Regions from separate parts of the Macaca mulatta genome. Here all the other regions are linked to region 1. A link is a contact called in public Hi-C data. All regions are on one chromosome and are shown on one strand. Each heading gives the region's core, a stretch centred on a gene start, on an enhancer-like site or on the middle of the called end of the contact. The rest is flanking DNA. Distances are from core to core; before and after follow the strand shown. Region 1 holds the start of APMAP (adipocyte plasma membrane associated protein). Region 2 holds the start of ABHD12 (abhydrolase domain containing 12, lysophospholipase). Region 3 holds the start of PYGB (glycogen phosphorylase B).

Region 1 (3,665 bases), core at 490-2,989:
CTGGTGCATTTCTTTGCTGCAGCAAGTTCAGTAAACCCAACCTACTGCCATTATTTTTCTTATGAATGTGTCCCTGGGTGTTTGCAGTGCATGGGCTGTAACACTGGGCATGGAACACAAATAGCTCCAATGCAATGGGTTCAAATGTTACGGCTGGAGCGTGTTTAAAGTGCCTTGAAGACAAAGAGGAAGATGTTCTGCTTGGGAAACCGGGAGAAGAATTTTCAGCAAGGATACTTGAAGTGGGTCCTGAATGATAAAAATAATTGGCCAAGTGGAAGTGAAGAAGAGTGTATCACAGCAAGAAGGAACCTCAAGGACAAAGACAGCCAGGCATGAGATTAGACATGGTAAGTCATCCTGAGTGTCTGAAATGGGGGTTGCAGAGCAAGAGGGACAGTCCAGACAGGCAAGAAGGTGTCAGACCATACAGCACTTTGTTAACACTATCCCTGATTTAATGGCTGTACTGGCTATTCTCAATGACACAGAATGAAGTAAAATGTTGCCGAGACTTGAATTATTACCTGGGATCTCTGGAGAACTGGATTTGCACAGCTCTCCACTTCCCTCAGGCTGGTTCTTCAGCTCTTTGAATGAATAAATAAAAAACATTCACATGGAATTCTAGTGCCATCTAGCACTTAAAAAGGTAATGGCATGTTTCTATCAGGAATGCCTCCAAGAGGAAATTATTTCTGTTAGTAACACTGCATTTTGAACGTGGCTTTTCCAGACATGATTCCTCGTGCCACTGGTAACAGGCTTTGATTTCTTCTGCCTGGAAATCCTCCCTGTCACTTCCTCCAGATTCGATTTCTCTTTCAATCCCTTTGCCTGTCAAAGGCTCTCACAAGATCCAATTCTTCCCCTTTCAAGCAATTATTACGTTTGATAATTTTACATGTCTATTTTATGACGATGGTCTGATTGAAGTCATCTTTCCCACTAGCTTAATTTCCATAAGCTTAATTGCCTTGTCTGTGATTTGCCCACCATCATCTCCCAGCACCTGGGAACATTTCTGGTTCACTGCAATACTGTTGAAAGAACGATGCCACTCTATGCTTTCTTAAACTTTGTTAGTGATAATTTCTACTTCTACCTGGCCTTTGCTTAAGGGTAACCCTTAATACACTTTATCAAAACTTAATAAACTTTATCAAATGTCTGTTGTAACGGTCACAAAAAGATTTAATACTCAACATCTGGCCTTAACCAGAGGGAAACATTTTCTAGCCCGTTTTCCCCTTAACCGGATGAGTCGGGGAAGGACGTAATTTTCAGGCAGAGGTGACTTCGTTCCAAGGGTGTGAATGCATTATTTTTGACGCTGCCCGTAAGAGCAGGGTCGCTGACATTTCATAAACAGCGCCATCCTCTCTAACGATAAAAGTGGCCAACATCTCGGGCCAGCAATTCCCAAGTGCGTCATGAGCATTCCCGTCCTCAGAAACGTAAGACGAAGGCGGCATGCGCAGGGACTGAGCTAGGCGAGCCCAAGGTGGAACCACTCGTGTTCTGGGCTCCGGAGTCCGAGACGGGCGGGGACCTCAGGAGCTCCCGGTGCTCGCTTTGAGCGGTTTCCGAGCGCCGCTCCCGGGCGCTCAAAATTCGCCTCCGAGCGCCGAAGAGCGACGCGCTGAAGACCGCCCGCCCATGAGGCCGGAAGGGGCGGGACAACGCTGCGGATTGGTCCCTGGGCTCAACGTCATTTCCGCGCGCCAGGGAGGGCGGGCCTGCAGCGTGAGCCGTTGCTGCTCACTGCGGGGTGGTGGTTGCTGGGCAGGCTGGCGCTCTTACCATGAGCGAGGCGGACGGGCTGCGACAGCGCCGGCCTCTGCGGCCGCAGGTCGTCACGGACGATGATGGCCAGGCCCCGGAGGCTAAGGACGGCAGGTAGGCCGGACTCGCAGACCGGGCGCTGAAGCCGGGCCGCGAGGAGTAGAGGGTGATCCTCCTGGACAGCGGCGACGGCAGTAACAGTAACCTGGGGATGTGGTGCAGAGCGCCTTGTCCGAGCCCTCTCGTTTCATCCCCAAGAAAAACTCATTTTTCCGAGGAGGAAGCAGACTCCGACAAGGCGGATGTACCTGCCAGGTCTTTGAGGTTCGGGTGCACCCAGCGCCCAGTCGCGGCGTTATCCTCGGCTCTCCGGGACCCTAGACCGTCTCGCGCTGCTCCTGCGCCTTCCCTCCCCTCACTCCTGCCCCACCCTGCAGCGCGGTTGCTTCCTCGCCTTTCCCTCGCTCCCCTCGCGCTGTCATTCCTTTGGCTCATCTGATCCCCCTGGGGCACAGCTACCTGGCCAGTGTCTTGCGTCCTCCTGGTCCCCCGCTCGCACTTTCTCGAAGGGAGGAGGTCCCACGAGATGCTGGGGTCCTGCCTCGTTATCCGGCGAAGAGATGGCTTCTACACTTGCTCTTCTGCACCTGCCCCCTTCACGCTGTGTGACCAGTCCTCACCGCGGTTCTTGGAAAGAGTGGAGAACAGAAGTGACATTGTAGGCAATTTTTGTGAGAATTCAGCCTTGCAGTTTTTCCCGATAGGGATGGAGAAACATAGGAAACTGTAGTTGTTGACACCTCAGAAATACCAGGTTTTGTCCTTTAGCCTCCTCTGCCATCTTCTAGAATATAAGAATGCTATGTTTTGTTAGCTAAAAACTGAATCATGATCCGCAAATATAGATTTCAATGTAAGATACTTGAAATTCGCTTTTCAATTATGTGTCCTGAATTTCATAACTTTTAAGTTTCAGGGAGAATCAAGAGGCCCCACAGACCAAGCTTGAAGCTGTGGAACAGATTGACTTATATTTGATAGAAGTACTGGAAATATTTGTTCAGTAATGTGCCGAGAGGTGGTGGGGTACATATGAATGAGAGGCAGTTTTTGCCCCTGTAGACTGAGTTTATTGACTGATGATGAGAGGAACACATTTAAAGGAGAACGATGGCAGGGAGGAGCATTTAGGCTCTAGAGAAGCAATTTAGAGAGAAGACTTTGCGGTGATAGTTGACCTTGGGCCAGTGAAAAGATCGGGAAGATGCTCCCATATATCCTGACCAACCATCCTGGGTTGCCCTGGACTGGGGTTTCCAAGGATGTAGAACTTTAAGTGCTAAACCTGGGCAAACTGGGACAATTTGGTCACCCTACTTACTGTGAATTAATCATCTGTTGATGGTTGAGGAGCCATTTAGAATGGACATGCAAGAATTGGCAACACTTTCCTACGGAAATCTTGAAGACAAGCCATTTGTACCTGAGAAATGAAAGAGCAGTGGCCTGAGTTTGTCATTAGGTGCAGTGCGTTGAAAACCAGGGCATACAGCCCCTGAGAGCACTGGTTAGGTGGTCCCAACTCTCAAGTCTGCTGGCTCACACCTCTGGCCCCAGGGCAGAGCAGTAGACTTAATTGTTTTTTTCAGGTTCTCTGTGGGGATTTCTTTCATAATGACTAAGTAAATCTGATTCTAAAGTCATCTTTTACTGCTTGATCTTTTCCAGTGTGCCTTTTACATTTATGTTATTTCCTTGACTTCCCTGTCCATGAACATTGTTCCTGTTTCCCTGTGTTTGTCCTTGTTTGTTTATCCCTTTTCTGTATATTTGTAATGATCTCTTTCAAAGTGAGGTCTTGTCACCACCCTTCCTTTCTG
Region 2 (3,665 bases), core at 508-3,007, 400 kb before region 1:
TGGCACAATTTCGGATCACAGCAACCTCCGACTCCCTGGTTCAAGCAATTCTCCTGCCTCAGTCTCCCAAGCAGCTGGGAATACAGGCATGCGCCACAATACCCAGCTATTTTTTTTCTTTTTTTTTTTTTGTTTGAGACAGAAGTTTGCTTTTGTCCCCAAGGCTGGAGTGCAATGGCATGATCTCAGCTCACTGCAACCTCTGCCTCCCAGGTTCAAGAAAGTCTCCTGCCTCAGCCTCCCAAGTAGCTGGGATTATAGGTTTGTGCCACCACACCTGGCTAATTTTTGTATTTTTAGTAGAGATGGGGTTTCACTATGTTGGCCAGGTTAGCCTTGATCTCCTGACCTTGTGATCCACCCGCCTCGGCCTCCCAAAGTGCTGGGATTACAGGCGTGAGCCACCACGCCCAGTCTTTTTTTTTTTTTAAAAAACAGTCTTGCTCTGTCACTCAGGCTTGTGCCACCACACCCGGCTAATTTTCGTATTCTTAGTAGAGACAGAGTTTCACCATGCTGGCCAGGCTGGTCTGGCTTCCATCTCCTGTACTTAAGTGATCCACCCATCTCCGCCTCCCAAAGTGCTGAGATTACACGCATGAGCCACAGAGCTCAGCCCATAATGTTTTTAAAAAGTATATCTGGAGATATTGACACAATTATGAATGCAGGCTGTAACACTTAGTAATATGGTCTACAAATTACGTTGCAATTTCAAAGTATCACTACAAAAGTAACATAAAAAGCTGTTGAATTTCTAAACGCATTTCCAATTGACCTTAGATTACCAATTGCCAATAGTTTTCAAAGTGACAAATATTGAAATTTCTAAAGTTACTTTGGAATAAGTAAGCAAATATCTCTCTTGGTTATAGATTATATATAAAATCAATGCCATATTAAGGAAAGCCAAAGTTATAAAACTAAATTTGTGAAACTGCCCTTTTTTCTTTCCTTTTCTCTTTTTAGGATGGGTTGAATTAGTACTAAATTTGGGTTTCACAAGGGCGAATTTATCTTTGAAATGGATTTTCCTCCCATCAGGTAGTCTTAATTGCTTTACAAAAATCTAAAATCTAATACAGGTTTTTAAAAAGTAAATTTTTCAAGCAGTTCATATGTTCGGCCCAAAAGTAAAAACTGAGTTTATACATTTGCTTCAAATTAAAAATTGACGACCGGAAAGCATACTTTTAAAGGTAAAGTCCTTGTGAGAAGAGTTAAGAATCACGAGAACGGAAATGCGATTTGCTACCTCTGGGTTTCCGTTCGCAGAAGCGCGAGGGGCCCGGCGTTGCGGGTCTGGCTCGCTGGGCCACCCCTTTCGGGTCACTGAACCGGGGCACGACAGGGAGTGGGTGCTCCTCACACCGAGCGCCCGGGCGAGGGCAGCTGCAGCGTCGCGATGGAGCCCAGAGCCCTGCCCCGCAGATGACGCGCCGCTGCGGCTTTGCCTACCCTCCCACAAGATGGCTGCGGGTGGCGCCGAGGATGCTGGGCGCGCGCCCCTCGGAACCCGCGAAGAGGTGGCCGGGGCGGGGCCGGGGGCAGGGCCAGCGGGAGCCCGGCGCTGATTGGCCGGCGTGGCCGGCGGGCCCCCGCCGCTGGTTAGTAGCGGGCGCCGCGGCCTGGGCTGGGATGTGAGGAGCTGCGGGTTTCGGGCTCCGGGCTCCGGGCTCCGGGTGGCGGCGGCTGTGAGCGGCGGCGGCTGTGAGCGGCGGCATTGCGGCGCAGGCGGCGGGTGAGGCCAGCGGGCGCCGTCGGCGGCCGGCCCTGTCGGCCGCGGCATGAGGAAGCGGACCGAGCCCGTCGCCTTGGAGCATGAGCGCTGCGCCGCCGCGGGCTCGTCCTCCTCCGGCTCGGCTGCCGCGGCGCTGGACGCCGACTGCCGCCTGAAGCAGAACCTGCGCCTGACGGGCACGGGGGCGGCCGAGCCGCGCTGCGCAGCCGACGCGGGAATGAAACGGGCGCTGGGCAGGTGAGGCTTCGCGGAGGGGGGGCTCACCTGGCGCAGGTGCGTCCCGCAGGGGGCCCCAGCACCCCCCAGCCCCACCCAGGGTGACCGCCCGCCCGATCTGCGGCCGCCCGGTTGCGCGCTAGTGTCCCGCATTTGGCCCGCGGCGGCCCCACCCCCGCTCCCTTCCCCAGGCAGCGCGGAGGGAGCGCTGTGCCCTGCCCCTGACCCTCTGTGTTCTCCTCCCGCCCGCGCGCTCGGCACTCCCAGCCTAGCCTTGCACCCCGACCCTTTCCCGGGGCTGCCCGGGGGACCCTTACGTTGGGGGCTTGGCGCCGCCCGAAGTCATGACCCCGCGTAGAAGAGTAGGGTAGCGGGTGGGGAGTCCTTGGGCGATCCCTGGACGCCGGGCACAGCAGAGGCATGAGGCAGAGGGGCCGGCGCCAGATCCTGAGAGCGCTGGGGCCCACTCGGACCTCCTCTTCCTGCTCTGCATCGGGCCCCGCACCGAGCGCCCGGGCAGGCGCCCTTCAGGCTGGGCTGCGTGCACGGAGCCTTACTGGCATCTTGGGCGCTCGGCGCCTCTGCCAGGTAACTAGGGTCGGGTGCGTGCGTCGTTCAGAACTCCGAGACCTTTGGGGAAGGGCTCAGTGGGCCGCAGGTTGTAGGGGAAGGAGGGACTCGGAGCATCGCAGCCGTCGGAGGGAAGCCTGTCCTTCCCTCTGCTGGTGGTGGTTCGTGGTGCGTGAAATCTGTCCGCACAAGTTCGCCTCCTTGGGAATCACCTTGCAGTCCTGGATCGTTTGGTTATTGGTGTTCTCCCTTTGGGTAGAAGATGAACGCGTTTATATAAAGCCACTTTCAAAACTGTGATGCAGTTGGGATGGAGATGGGAACATGTTTCATACGGACAGATTTCTCCTCCCATCTGCTGGTTTCCGAATTATCTGGCTGTTTGTAGAACGTAGCATTCCTGGCAGCTTTGAAGTCTTGATATTTCGTGGTGATTTGAAGAAGTTACTATATGGTGATCTCGGGCGTTGTAGCAGAGCACTTCTTTTTTGACCATCTGGAATGCCCTTAGTTGATGCTGGCCACTTGAGTGTAAAATATTTATGCAAGTCGCTCCTAAAGAAAATTAGAATTTCAACTTCATTGCTTAAAAGATCATGAAATTAAACTATAGACACCTCTAAGTTGATGATTTGACAGAAGGGCAGAGACTGATAGACTCGTCTATGGGTGTAAAATTATCTAGCATCTGCAATATCTTTTGTGAAACTAATCTGTTCTCTTTACTATGGAAATATTTATTTGCATTAAAAACTCATGATTTAACTTTAATACACTTTTATTAACAGACATGGCATGTTAGATAAATTGGAAAATTCTTCCTTCGAAAAAATCGAATTGCCAGGCGCGGTGGCTCACGCCTGTAATGCCAGCACTCTGGGAGACCGAGGGGGGCAGATTATCAGAGGTCTGGAGTTCGAGATCAGCCTGACCAACATGGAGAAACCCCTTCTCTACTAAAAATAAGAAATTAGCCGGGCGTGGTGGCGCATATGCTTGTAATCCCAGCTACTCGGGAGGCTGAGGCAGGAGAATCACTTGAATCTGGGAGGCGGAGGTTGCGGTGAGCGAAGATATGGCGGAGCCGAGATCGCACTATTGCACTCCAGCCTGGGCAACAAGAACGAAACTCCGTCTC
Region 3 (3,665 bases), core at 574-3,073, 260 kb before region 1:
AATTGCTTGAACCTGGGAGGCAGAGGTTGCAGTGAGCCGAGATCGCGCCACTGCACTCCAGCTCTGGGCTATAGGGCAAGACTCCGTCTCAGAATTAAAAAAAAAAAAAAAAAACATTGGTGTTGTGCATCAGAACTGTCCCAACAGCAGGGAATTCTGGGGGAGCCACTGCTTCTTGGCTGCTTTTCCTGGCAAAGTCATCCCAAGCCCTTGTTATAACCTGTTTTGGCCATTTGTTGCCACTTCTATGTTTTGCATACTAAATATGAAGAGCCCCAGTTGGTATTCTAACAAATCTGTCCCTTTTACCCTCTCTATTTCAGAAAAAAAGAATGTCCCAGAAAAAGTTTGGCAAAGCAATCAATCTCTTAGCAATTACTGTATTAAACATATCTTAATGCCCTACAAAAATATTCTAAAATACCATCCATAAAGTAAGTCCTCGGTGCCCAGGTGTATACACTGCAAGTAAAATCTTTGCCAAGTGGCTTCAGGTCTGGAAGTGTGTCTTTTCCTCACCAATTTTCCCTCTACGTTAGTGTAGTAGAAAGACACAATTCTCCATAGTCAAAAGTTAAAAAACAAACAACACAACAAAAAACTGGCAACATGGGGCTGTGCAAGACTACCATGTACCTATCAAACTGAAACCTACCATCCTATCCATTGACTTGCAAAGCTGTTTATCAGGGAAAAAGTTACAAATGTTTACGAATGAAACAGAAAATCTAAAAAACTGTATGTGCATTATACTTTTTAAAAATGTGTACATATGTTTAGGAATACCAAAAAACCGGCAGGAACACAGGCCCGTAGTTAATATGGTTAAGAGTAACGGGGACAATCAGTGACTTCAACTACTCAAACAAATTTTTGCAAGATATAAAAAGTAACAATTACTAAGGCAATCTCTATGAACTTTAACCCAAGTAAATTTCTCCAAGGGAGGTATGGGAACCTCTAAGACAGAGCCTTCTTCAAGGGCTCCATCTCCAGCTCTGAGCTTCGTACCCCTCCTGCGTGAAGCAGGCATCTTCAGCGATTTTCTTCTAAGCAGCGCACACACACAAAAGTCTCACAATTCCCTGCAGATTACCGAGCTCACCCCCTTCCAACCTACAAGGCTGCCCAGGCCGGGTTCCAGTCCCATCTTCTCCTACAGGCTGCTGCAGGAAAACAAAAGGTGGCTGGAGGCAGGGGCGGGGAGCACGGGCTCTGCAGCCAGCGCGGAAGCGCACCGCCAGAAAGAGACCGGGAACATCCGCCAGGCTCCCGGGCTCAGCATCATATGCGGGGGACGGCGCGGGCTCTTAGTGGAGGGGACCTGTGGCCGCGGCCCTGCGCAGGGGAAGCCCGGCCCCCGCCGACCGCGGCTTCCAGGCGACTCCCCAGTCGGCTGTGCCTGGCCGCCGGCCGGAGACGAGCGCGGGTAACGCCCAGGGGGCCGCCCCGCAGAGAGATCTCCGCCGGCGCGGCTCCGGGACTGGCGCCCTTTCAGCGGGCCCGGGCGCAGAGGGCGGGGCAGCTCCTCACCTTGGGGTCGCGCTCGTAGTAGTGCTGCTGCGTGCGGATCCAGCGGCCCACCAGGTGGTCGCGCACCGTGTGCGCCAGCGCAAAGAAGTAGTCGCGGGGCGTAGCCACATTGCGGTCCTTGACCAGCGTGAAGTGCAAATGCCGGTTGAAGCTCTTCCGCACCTCGGCCACGTCGCCCAGCCCCGCCAGGCCGCGCACGCTGATCTGCTTCCGCTTCTCGCTGTCCGTCAGCGGCTTCGCCATCGCGCCGGCCGAGGCGGAGGAAAAGAGATGGAGAAGGAAAGCGGCGGGACACTAGAGCGCCTGGATGGTGCAGCTGCTCTGGCGCCCGGCACTGCGGCTCTGCGGTCGGGACGGGCCGCGCCTGCGCGCTGCGCCGGGACGGGGCCTCGGGAGGCGGGGCGGGGCCTCGGGAGGCGGGGCGGGGCCTCGGGAGGCGGGGCGGGGCCTCGGGGAGGCGGGGCGGGCGTCCAGGCTCACAGCTGAGAGCGCTGATGTGGTCCGAGGCAGCAAGGACCTGTCCACAACATTTGAGATTGGGGTTTGCCCCCTCGTTGGGGAAGCCCGGCAGAAAGTGGGAGCGACTGGAGGGGGCAAGAGACCCGGGGCCTTGAAGCGTGCGGTCCTGGCAGCTCCTGCCAGCCCGGGGGCGGTGCGGGAGGGGGCCCTGCCCTCGGGCCCTGGGGGTTCCTGGGGCCGGTCCCCACGCCCTACACCGGGTCACCAGGTGCCTCGCGGGAGTGCGCTGGGCCCGGGCTGTGGCCGAGGCCTGGTAAACTTTCGGGGAAACTGATTACAGCTTGAAAGGCATCCACCAACGCCTGCTAGGCCCGGTCTTCTGTGTCGGGGGCAGGGCGGCTCTGAAAATACCAGCTATTTGCTTGCCACTCCAGGCCGATGGCAGACGTGGAGAAAACGAACTGCCAGAGAACGGGAGACGCCCATTCCCGAGGGCGCGAGGCAGCCACAGCCAAGTGCCACCATGACCCCGCCTCGGATGGACCGCAGCCCCCCAGCCCTCCGAGAAACCCTGCTCCCGAAACCACCCGGCAGACGCTGTCCGCTTTGAGATTACAGCAGGGAGAAGGACACATGCCTGTCTGGCCGGGGAGCTCAGCCACTAACGAAGATTTAGCCTCCGCCATCCCAACCCAGGCTGCAGCTCCAGATAGGGGGCGTCTGCACATAGCTTCCCACACTTGGTCCCCGCGGAACACAGTCCTGCTGGCCTCAGCCTATGGGAACCCTGCTTCATGTAAAGGTCACCTAAACTCTGCCTTCCCCCATTCCCATAAGAACTCTGCCTTTCCCTTCGTTCTTGGGAGGCTCTCCCTCATTACAGTGGGTCAGTACACCCGATTTTGTGGGACTACAGGTTTGCTCCTGGTGGTCTTGGGCTGAAGGGGCTGCGAAGGTTACTGAATTTCATGGAGGTAAAAATTGCCCGCGGGAGATGTCATAAAAGTCCAGGTGCAGTAGGTTTCTTGGTGTGATGCTTCAAAGTTATCTTCTTACCTGGAGCCCCTTCCAGCTGCAGACTTCAGAGGTCGGAGGTTAATCAATCTGGAATGACCCCACAGCCCACCCAGCTCCAGCTTGGGATTCACTCCTGCACTATATCCTAGGGATTCTGGAGCCAACAAGATCGAACTTCGGGCACAGATGGCAGGGCTGTGGGGTCGAGCTTGGCTGCAAGCTCCAAACACTGATGCAATCTCTCTGAGGGTGATCTGGCAATTCAGAAGTCAAAAAAACGATAGTGCCCCATGACCACTTCTACCACTCTGGGGAATAGAGTTCAAGCAAAGCTTCAAAAGACAAAAAGCAAGCTATGCAAATATGTTTTCTGCTGTGGTGTGGTAAAGGTTAATCCCCCAGCTGTGGTGCACACCTGGCAAAGAATGGAGGAGCTGACACTTATTGATCATTACTTGCAGTGTACGTATATTAACTCCTGATCTCTGCAAACAGCCTGCTATTACTCCTGCTTGACAATGGAGAAGGTGAGCCACAGGGAAGTTAACTCTTCCCTAAGCCCACACAGCTAATAAGGGAAACAGCCAAGGTTCACCCCAGCCAAGCCCTGCTCCACTGCACAAGCCCGGAACAACGTATCTATGCTCAAAGTTAAT

The links. Hi-C and Micro-C count contacts between places; a contact is called where the count stands out from the background.
Region 2: a contact with region 1 is called in a Hi-C map of fetal cortical plate, with 3 times the contacts expected there. The contact joins the promoter of ABHD12 here to the promoter of APMAP in region 1. A contact is called at or near these places in 3 of 14 Hi-C or Micro-C datasets (cortical neurons, fetal cortex germinal zone and fetal cortical plate).
Region 3: a contact with region 1 is called in a Hi-C map of liver, with 2.1 times the contacts expected there. The contact joins the promoter of PYGB here to the promoter of APMAP in region 1. A contact is called at or near these places in 2 of 14 Hi-C or Micro-C datasets (fetal cortex germinal zone and liver).

Annotation. Positions count from the first base shown.
Region 1 is chr10:59,163,338-59,167,002 of T2T-MMU8v2.0, forward strand. It overlaps APMAP (adipocyte plasma membrane associated protein), which reads left to right and starts at 1,740. Exons shown (of 9, transcript NM_001266050.1): 1 at 1,740-1,899. The coding sequence starts at 1,805.
Region 2 is chr10:58,758,992-58,762,656 of T2T-MMU8v2.0, forward strand. ABHD12 (abhydrolase domain containing 12, lysophospholipase) reads left to right here and starts at 1,758. Exons shown (of 13, transcript NM_001261275.1): 1 at 1,758-1,978. The coding sequence starts at 1,788.
Region 3 is chr10:58,902,201-58,905,865 of T2T-MMU8v2.0, forward strand. PYGB (glycogen phosphorylase B) reads right to left here and starts at 1,824. Exons shown (of 20, transcript NM_001266864.1): 1 at 1,534-1,824. The coding sequence starts at 1,776.